Regions from separate parts of the Columba livia genome. Here region 1 is linked to region 2. A link is a contact called in public Hi-C data. All regions are on one chromosome and are shown on one strand. The core of a region is the stretch at or near the end of the contact, and the rest is flanking DNA. Distances in the headings are between cores, read along the strand shown. Region 1 overlaps SKAP2 (src kinase associated phosphoprotein 2). Region 2 overlaps SNX10 (sorting nexin 10).

The links. Hi-C and Micro-C count contacts between places; a contact is called where the count stands out from the background.
Region 1: a contact with region 2 is called in a Hi-C map of crop, with 8 times the contacts expected there. The contact joins two enhancer-like sites. A contact is called at or near these places in 2 of 2 Hi-C or Micro-C datasets (crop and liver).

The regions. Positions count from the first base shown.
Region 1 is chr2:36,070,482-36,074,829 of bColLiv1.pat.W.v2, forward strand. It overlaps SKAP2 (src kinase associated phosphoprotein 2), which reads right to left. Exons shown (of 11, transcript XM_065051387.1): 11 at 2,148-4,348. Among named protein-coding and RNA genes, the nearest start is that of SKAP2, 120 kb to the right of the region's middle. Within about 2 kb of position 2,915, at least 2 of the 3 cell types and tissues checked have an H3K27ac peak away from gene starts, as active enhancers do.
Region 2 is chr2:35,905,045-35,909,809 of bColLiv1.pat.W.v2, forward strand. SNX10 (sorting nexin 10) reads left to right here. Exons shown (of 7, transcript XM_065051365.1): 7 at 1-2,102. Among named protein-coding and RNA genes, the nearest start is that of SNX10, 39 kb to the left of the region's middle. Within about 2 kb of position 3,132, at least 3 of the 3 cell types and tissues checked have an H3K27ac peak away from gene starts, as active enhancers do.

The DNA.
Region 1 (4,348 bases), core at 1,665-4,164, 170 kb after region 2:
CTTTTTTCATCTCACAGCATAAACTTTAAAGTCTTGCTGTAAAATGCTCATTAGCCATCAAATATCTTTATGGAGTAGTACTTGCTTTACAATGGAGGGTGAAAGGAAGTTTATTCTATGGGTTGTGAGACACTGACACTACTTTAGGATAAAAGCTCCAACACATCAGTTTGCTACAGCAGAAAATAAAAAGATTGGGTTTTCGTGGCATATGAAACTACCTGCCTCTTCATCTACCAGCAGCTCTTCTTAGACTGCCTGCACTGTTGTACTTTATTCTTCCACACATTGCCACAAGAAGACACCTTAGATTTTTAAGTTATTCCTGTTAATCAAAATACTTGTTCATCCCAAAAGGCTAGGAAGAAGCTGAAATTTACAGTTTTAAATTTGCCTTGTGTTGGCATTGCTTTCAGGTGCAGAGGTTTTTCCTCTACTTTGCTTTGAACCCAGCTTCCTGTGAATTTCTCAGTCTGGTCATTTGGACTAAGGAAAATTCCAGGCAGCAGAAACAGAATTGTCTAGATCCCATTACAAAAATCTCTCCTAAACAAATCCATAAAAGGCTATGATGTAACAATTCATGGCTTATCACTGCCTGATTTGCTTCACAATTTAAAGGGGGAAAAAAATATATGTATTGGCACAACGCGGTTGGATTAGAAAAGCAGAATCCCTTTGACCTGCACATCCTGTCACCACCTCAGCCCCCCTTTACTTTTTCCAGTAGGAAGAAGAGACTGGTCAAGTCACAATTTCATCCCAGAAGCATGAAATACTGTGCTTACACCCAGCTTGAATCCACAATTTTAAGTCCGCAGTGTGAAGTTGGTTGGTGTTGGTCCCTCACAGCAAGACATGGGATCCTGAGAAACAGGAAATGAACTCTAGGACAGAGATGCAGCTTTGGCAGAGCACTCTTCACTGAGCTCACTGTCAGTTTTTCTAAATAAAGGTGGAATTAAGCAGACACTTGTCTGAAAAATGTCAGCTTCAGAGAAACCCTGGTAAGTGAAGGTCTTACACTTTATCAGTACATTGTGCTATGTAGAGTAGAAAGTTGTTTATAAGGTTTCCATGCATATGCTTATTCCCACAGTTACATATTAATAAATTTTTCATCAAGCTGAGGGAGAGGAGAGAAACATCGAATGGCTCATGCATCTGAAAAGCACGACATTGTCATCTACCTGGCTACTGTCATGCATGTTTTAATATTTTACAGCTTTCCTACAGATCCCAGTGAACTTTATCAAGCCAGGACTCTGATATACAGCCACAAGTTTGTTTTGCTTTACCCGAGATAGAAAAATGGATGAAATGTAGTCTTTTGGCTACGGAGAAGCCTGTGCCTTTCTTTTGTTTAGTTCAGCTTACGGAAATAATTGCATCTCTTTCAGAAAGAGGACAAAGAGTATTCAGCAAAAGGCACTTTGAAATTGTATTGCCGGGTTTTGAGTTACAGTTTTGAGAGCCTGATCCAGAAGCAACCAAATTCAATGGCTGCTCAGTTTCAAAAGTCTTTGGATCAGGTTCTAAAGGGTTATTCTTTACACTTCTTCTAATGCTGTGTCATGCTCAGGCTGTAGAGCCAAAAAGAAGAAACTTTATGCATTTGGCTTCACATATAGAATGGCATCCTAATTAGCATTCACATTCTGCTTAATTCCAGTCACAAGAAGTTTTTATTATTAATGGAGGAGCAAAAGGTAAGTTGATGCACATCACTTCCCTAAATCTTATCCATAGATCTCTCTGACGAAAGAACCAGTGCATACACTACCCTCAGTACAGGTAATTAGCGGCAGCATGCACAAAGAGGTATATCCTAACTAGATGCTAGGAAAATACATGAACCAGTTGTCTGTATAGAGAAGTACATGAAAAAATACTAGAGTGTGACATTATTATATCCGGGTGCCTCTGCTATAAAAACCATTTGTATTACCCTTACTTCTCTGAATAAATTCAAATGACAGCCCCATTTCATTTCTTCATTCAGTCTGGAGGCCAGATGGCATTAGAATCATTTACTTCACCTTGTTGTGCTTAATTACTACAATCAACACACTATTTTCCAAATTAATCATAACAAAGTAATTTCATTAGTAACACAGCAGGCTGTTGAATTATTAGCATCATAACAGTTTGCAAACAATTAAACTTTATTTGAACCTTAAAAATTTGCAGAGTAGAACATTATTGTAAGATCTAATGGCAGTATAGTACAAATCCAGAACAGAGCAAATAATCAAGTAGAACGCTATACAAAATGCGACTTATAATCACCTTTCAAAAACTGAGCTGTTTTACTATTCACAGAATGCAAGTGCAACCTAAGTAAACAACAAAAATAAAGCAATTAGCATTTTCTACCATTGAGTTTTGTTCAAGTAGTATGGAAGGAGATTTTTTTTATCCAAAAAAGGTTATGGTATTTGCACAGATTTAAAGTAAACAATTCATCTGTGGTCCATTGCTGGTTTATTCCAAGACACTTCAAGTGAGTTTCAGGACATCCTTCACGCTTTGAATTATTAAGGCAGTTTGTTTATTCCCCCCCCCCACACACACACACACCTCCCCCCATGTACTAAGAGGGGTGAAAAGCCCTAAAAGAGAACTACAGACAAAAGACTCGCGATTTCTCCGACTGCCACCACCCAGCAGAGGCAGCGCTCGGCGGGCCCGCGGCTCATGGCTTGGGGAAGGACTCCCTCTCCTGGAAACGCGGCGGCCGCGCACGGAAGGGGGAAGGGGACGGGCTCGGCTTCCGACCCTGCCATGAAAATTTGCTGCCACCTACCGCCGCGGGCGCGCAGTGCAGCGCAAGGCCGCGCAGGGCCGCGGAAAGCCGCGCAGGGCAGCCTCTTCCCTTCCCCCGCGCCCCGGCTGCCCACGGAGCCGCTCCCGACCCAGCCCCGCGTTGGTCCTGTCCTAAATCAAAGTTTTGCAAATACACACTTCATCTCAACGAAACAGGGGATTTCCTCCCCCCACAGAAAGTAGGTGTTCGTGGAATTCGGAATTACTTAATTAATAAAAAGACGTTTCAGTGGGCAGATCTATTATGCTGCCAGGTTAACAAGTGAGAAGGAGCTTTTCTGGCCCTGATATTAACGCTTCACATTCTGTACACAATTCACAAGTACACTTGATAAATTAAAGTAGTAAAAGATCTGAAGACTATAATCTATCATTTTAATGCTTCACTGATAACTTACAGAATCAATTTCAATGACCATCTCCTTTTTAAAAAAATTGCAATAAAACTCCACAACCTGTTTGACTCCAATTAGAATCCAGCGCAACATCAAGTATCGTACATTAGCTAAAATAAAGCACCACATTTTAGCTTACTGAGAGGATGAGTTCAGACTAACGTTACCTTTTAACCCACAGTGTTTCCAGGGCCCGCCTGAAGCATAAACAGCACAAGCAACTACAAGGGGACCTGCACAGGCTCAGCAGTTCGCAGACTGGCCTGACCTGCCTCTTTGGCAGATTAAGGGTCTCACAAATCAAGTGTGTGGGAGGACTCGAAAAAGTTGATCTTGCATGCGAACAGTAAAGCGCATCTCCAAAACAAGAGGATTTGAAGTATTAACTCTGAGCTGCCCAACTCCTTTGTCCATGCAAGTGAGAGGATTTTAGCATACTTTCATGTTTTGACTGATGCTTTTAGCCACAAAGTTCTGGATTTGACACAAAGACTTCAGGTAGCTGTTACTAATCCACATAGAGCTGAAGATGTCTGTTGCACAACTTAAATCAGAAATTCCATATATGAAAAAGGTATCCAGATTTGACTTTGTAAAAGTTTCCCTTAAGGTACAGATAAAATATTGAACACTACCACAGACAAAAATCATTCTTATCTGCCATTTAGTTCATGTTAACTTAGCAAAAACTGTGGGGTTTAATATATTATCTTTTTACAAATTTTCATATAATTCCTATCTCCAAGTCAGAATGGTCTCAGGTCCATATAACCACATAGGCTGATTTATTACATCAGCAAAAGAACTAAGCCTTCATTTTGTGGCAACAAAATATTAGTTAACAATATAATACTAAATATATGAGAAAAATAAACCATTGGCTAAAACATAATACAAAAACACGTGGAAGCAGGCCTGAAGACTTGCAATATTACACATAAATTTCCCTTGATTTTCCTAGGAAACTGCACAAAATGTATGGTGAGCATTAAAGGGTTAATGTATGCATGAACTGACTAATAGTCTTCTACTTTTGAAGTTCAGTTTAATTTTTTCTAAATCTGAGGAACAGGAAAACACAGCCAAGTTCCCTGAAAGAACACGAACCTGTAGCTATACAGAGCGCT
Region 2 (4,765 bases), core at 1,882-4,381:
CGTGCATAAGAACTGAAGGCCAAAATTCTTGAGCATGGTTGCTTAGAAGTTTGAAATATTAATAAAAATGACATCACTTCTAGGCTTGCTGGAGATTCTGTGTTCCCAGGGAATTAAGGATACTCATTCCCGGTGAAAATCCTGGATGAGGTTCGTTGAAACCAGTGGCTGAATTTTACATCGACCTCACTAGAGCCAGGATTTTATTTTCAGAAGGTTTATTTTAGGCACGTATCTTTGAAGATGCCAGGAGATATGTTTTAGCCTAGCAGCTGAAATGGAGAGTATCTCCATCTCTTGAGATGATGGTAATCGCATAGCTATAACACGCTGTACAGATGTGGACCTCTCCACAATTTGGGATTAACAGGAGCTGCTGATTTCATTGTGGCTGTAGTTAAAATGCTGGAATATCGACTTTTTCACAAATAAAAGGCAGACTTGAACACAACTTTGTAAGCACCAACGTTTATTTTGATTAAATGCCAGTTTTGTTCTTTATTGTTAACAGCAGCTGTGTAGTGTCTTGTCCCAGATTCTGTCAAAGGAATATGTTTCATCGTGGTGTTGTATTTATATTTGACATTTAACTGCTATTAAAAAGAGCTCGGGGGTCTGATCACCCTAGCAAAGCTCTGATGAACTTCAGTGTTGTAGCTACCAGCCTAGAAATAGATATAACTATATGTAGATAGGTAATTCCCTTTTTTTAAGAATTCAGTGAAGTTTTTCAAAGAAGGAGCATGTGAATTACAGAAGCAATAGATTATTAAATGGTCAGATAATAAAGGTTATCACAGGCGTGTGTGGGCATGCTTTTTTAAAGCATCCAGCTGGGAATCTGTGTAATTTTAGAAACATGTTTTAATAGCCTGAGGATAACATCTCTTAGGTAATTACTTTAAGCCACTGTATTTTGTTGATGGTAACACTTTTATAGGATAAATATACGTTTCTTTTTTCTTGATCTTATTGAATTGCACAAATAGATATAGTCACCTTCTCAGCTTGTGTGTGAGTTAGCAGCGAAGCTACTTTAATGTAAAAGTGATATTTAATTAAAGCAACAAGTTATCACTCAAAGTAGCTTAAAAAATAGCTGTTATTGCCAGGCAGAGATATTGATGACTTGACTTTTTTTTTAAAGATAGCACGTTACAAGAAAAAGTGTTTAGCAAATTTATTTAAAAGAAGGAGAAAATATAAAAACAAAACTGGAATAATGTCTGAGAAAAATATTAGTGTTTTTATTTAACACAGTGTCAGGTTAGTGGTTTTTTATTTTGTTCTAAAACATTGAGCTAAACTGTTGAAGCACTTTACAATTCTGGCCTACTAACAAGTCCTCGATATTCAATGAAAATAACAGAAATAAAAAGTTTTGGGAGCCTTTGTGGCTTTTTTTCTTTTTTTCATTCTAGGAGCTTATCTGTATGTCAGTGACTGTTTCACAAATGAAGATGTTTCTGAAATAAATATTTGTTTTCTAGTAGTTCTGTTGTTGTTCTGTTATTTACTTTGTCACTCTGTTCAAAAAATTCTAAGACCGCTATAACACAAGTTTCTTCCCAGCTTTCACAGAAATTTGTTTAAATACTTATTTTTGAATGTTGCTGGTATAGCCAGTGCTACTGGATTTTTTGTTATTAAAGGGGAAGAAAAAGTATTCTGTGCTCTAGTATGTTGTCTTTGTGTATCAGCCATTTGTAACTGCATATATATGCTTTAAGACAGTGTTTAGTTTGGAACATCTGAATGTGTTAGAAATTTGAATGTAAAAAATATTATTTTTAATGTATTTTGTGACTTCAGTGATTTGGTGATTTTTTTTTTTTTTTCAACACTATGTAATATATTTTGATTAAGTTGATCACTGGTATTTTGATTCAAATTTTTTAGTTTTGAAATAATGCTGATATTTCCTGCTAGTTTTTTAAAGAGGCTAATATCTAGTTTATAATATCATCTAATTACTATTGCTAATTTATATCTAATTGCAATAATTCTGCACCCAAAAGCTTAAGTTTTTTGCTTGTAACTTTTTATTCTCATTTTTAAGTGATTAAATAAAACAAGTTACTGCTTTCTATCTTGTGTTTAAACCTGCCAGTAAGATTTATTTCAATATAAATTTCCTAAACAGTTCATGACTTACCATGTGTAATTACTGTTCAATTATTTTTGTGATATGCGTGTATATATATATATAGTCATGTTTTGTTTTTTTTTTTTAATATAAACACTTGAAAATAACTCACCATATATGCTATCAAATTCTATAATGTAACTTCATGATATTGTAAACTAGTATTAGGCAACCTGTTACTTACAGTGTCATTGGAATATGTTTTCAAGAAATATGAGAAAAAATTATCTTTTGGAAATAATTTCCATTTAAATAGCAGTGCGGTTTTATAAGCATTGAGGAAATTTCCACTCTCAAATTCCCCACCATCTAACTCTGCAAAATTGTGTCCAAGTATTTTTTTGACATGTACTGTATTCAGTTTTTTTTGCAGAGCAATATCTAATATCTACATACTACTCGTGCCTTGCTCTACTGTGAAATACAAGGTCTAGATTAAGTCAGCATGCTCGGGGGTGAGGAGAATAGAACTCGTCTATCTCTCTGTAACCGCAGGAGTGGTGCTGATGCCCAGGGAGAATTTAAGGCAGGGGATTTTCACCCGCTACGTTTTTACACTGTTGCAGAACCGTAAATCATTATTTCCAGTATCGAGTTCATTATTTCCATAGAAGGCCTAAATGCTTTAGGAGAGACACAGTTATTCTCTTCTAGGGTGTTAAAAATACGCTGTAGCGTGTTAACGTTGCTTCTTTGCCTTCTGGAATAAAACCTCCTTAGAAAACAATTCAAGCGCCCTTATAAAATAAAACAGGGCAGAAATAAAACTTTCTCCTTTAAGCCCATGATTTCTTAATTTTGCGAGCCACCCGTCCCACGCGTGTGCGCGTGTGTGTGATCGCGGCTGGAGCTGCCGCGCAGGGGCCGGCGAGCGCTTCTCCTCGGCGCTCCGAGGTCGAGCGGCACCGCCGGCTGCTCGCAGGGCTCTGCCGCCCGGCAGCGGCCGCTCCAGCGGGCACCGCGCTTGGAAGGAAAAAGGGAAAGAAAACAACAAAAAAGGAAAGGCAGCGGCGCCGCAGGTCGCCCCCCAGGAGGCCGGAGCGCCGCTCCCCGCCGCACCCCGGCCCGGCCCTTCCCCGCGCCCCATCCCCTCCCGGCCCTGCCCTGGGGCCGCCGGCCGCGGAGCGGAGCGGGGCGAGAGCCTTACCTGGGCCGCCGTCCTCTCCGCCCCGCTCCGCCCCTGCCGCCCCCCCCCGCGCACGGCGCGGATGGCGGCGGCGCTGTGCGCGCACGCGTGTGCCCGCGCGTCCCCGCGGTGGCAGGGGGGCGGCTGTCAGGGAGCGGAGCCGCCCGGCCTCGATCCGGTAACTCGTGGCAACCGCGACCCGTGGCAACGGCGGGGGGAAGCGGGCGGGCGAGGGGGCGGGCCGCCCCGCGCTTCCGCACCGCCGCATACCCGCGGAAGGCGCCGGCCCGGCTCTCTCCACGGGGCGGCGCGGAGACCGGCTCCGCGCATCCTTCCCCGTCCCCCCGCGGCATCCTGTAGCTGCGTCCCGGGCTACCTCCCACCACCTCCCCCGCGCAAACCGCGCCCCCCCTAGCCGGCCGTGCCGCGCCGCCAGGGGGCGCTGTGGGTCAGCGAGAAGCGCGCACCGGGCGGGGCGCGGAGCGGGGCGGCCACCCCTTCTCTGGCAGCGCGCTTGACCTCCGCGGCTTTCCGCGGGGTGATAACGTATTTTTCATTTATTTCTCGGGTTTGCCGCTCCTCACCCCTCATCCCTGTGCCCCTCCCGTAGCCGCGCCGCTCCGCAACCAGGCAAAACAGGGACGCGCCCACCGCGGGGGGAATGGGGCTCAGCCGCGGCAGGGGGTGCTGCACCTGCCTCCCCACGGGGAAGCCCCCGCCGCCCCCCACGCACCAGCCCCCACGGTACGGCAGCACCCGGCTCTGCAATTTTAAAAAATAATTTATTTTATTGAATTTTATATATTTTTATACAAAAGCAATTAGGGGTCGGCGCCAAGCCGAGGCGTGACATTTAGCAGCCTCTGTGGCAGGCAGGCTGCACTTAAATGGAGGCCTTTCTGCGGAACAACAAGAGCCAAAAGGCCTTGTGTCACCCAGTTATGTAAGACACAATCTCGCCTGAAAATGCACAATGAATCGGGAAGGATTTATGTAATTAATTGACCAGTCTTAACCTGTTATCGTGATGTAAGGAATTTGGAACTCATTAATTTGGGCCCTGACAGATTTCATATTAGAGCTGGCAAATATGGATTGAGCCTCTTATTCTTGTAGCAGCTGGAATTTCCATGACAGTGAGGATTAGTGAAGAAGACCTATTGCTGGAGTCAAGCTGCCTCTTTTGTAATCAGCAGCCCTGCTCTGCATTAAAGGGGTAATGGGAAAGCAAAAAGAAAAAAAAATAAATACCAAAAGGAAAAAAAAAAAGTGAGAAATATATTAATGTATGGAGCAGAGCAGGGGAGGGAGAGGAGGGACATACCCTGGAGAGCAGAGGCACCGGAGTGTGACTTTCCTGGCCCCATGGCAATGAAAGCGTCATGAAGGCAGCCCTGGCATGGTGGAAAGAGAAGGTGCCTGAAGGGCAGGTCCACAGCATCAGTGTGGGCCTTGGTGCCTCTCAGCCAGACTTTCAGATGGAGCCTCCTGGC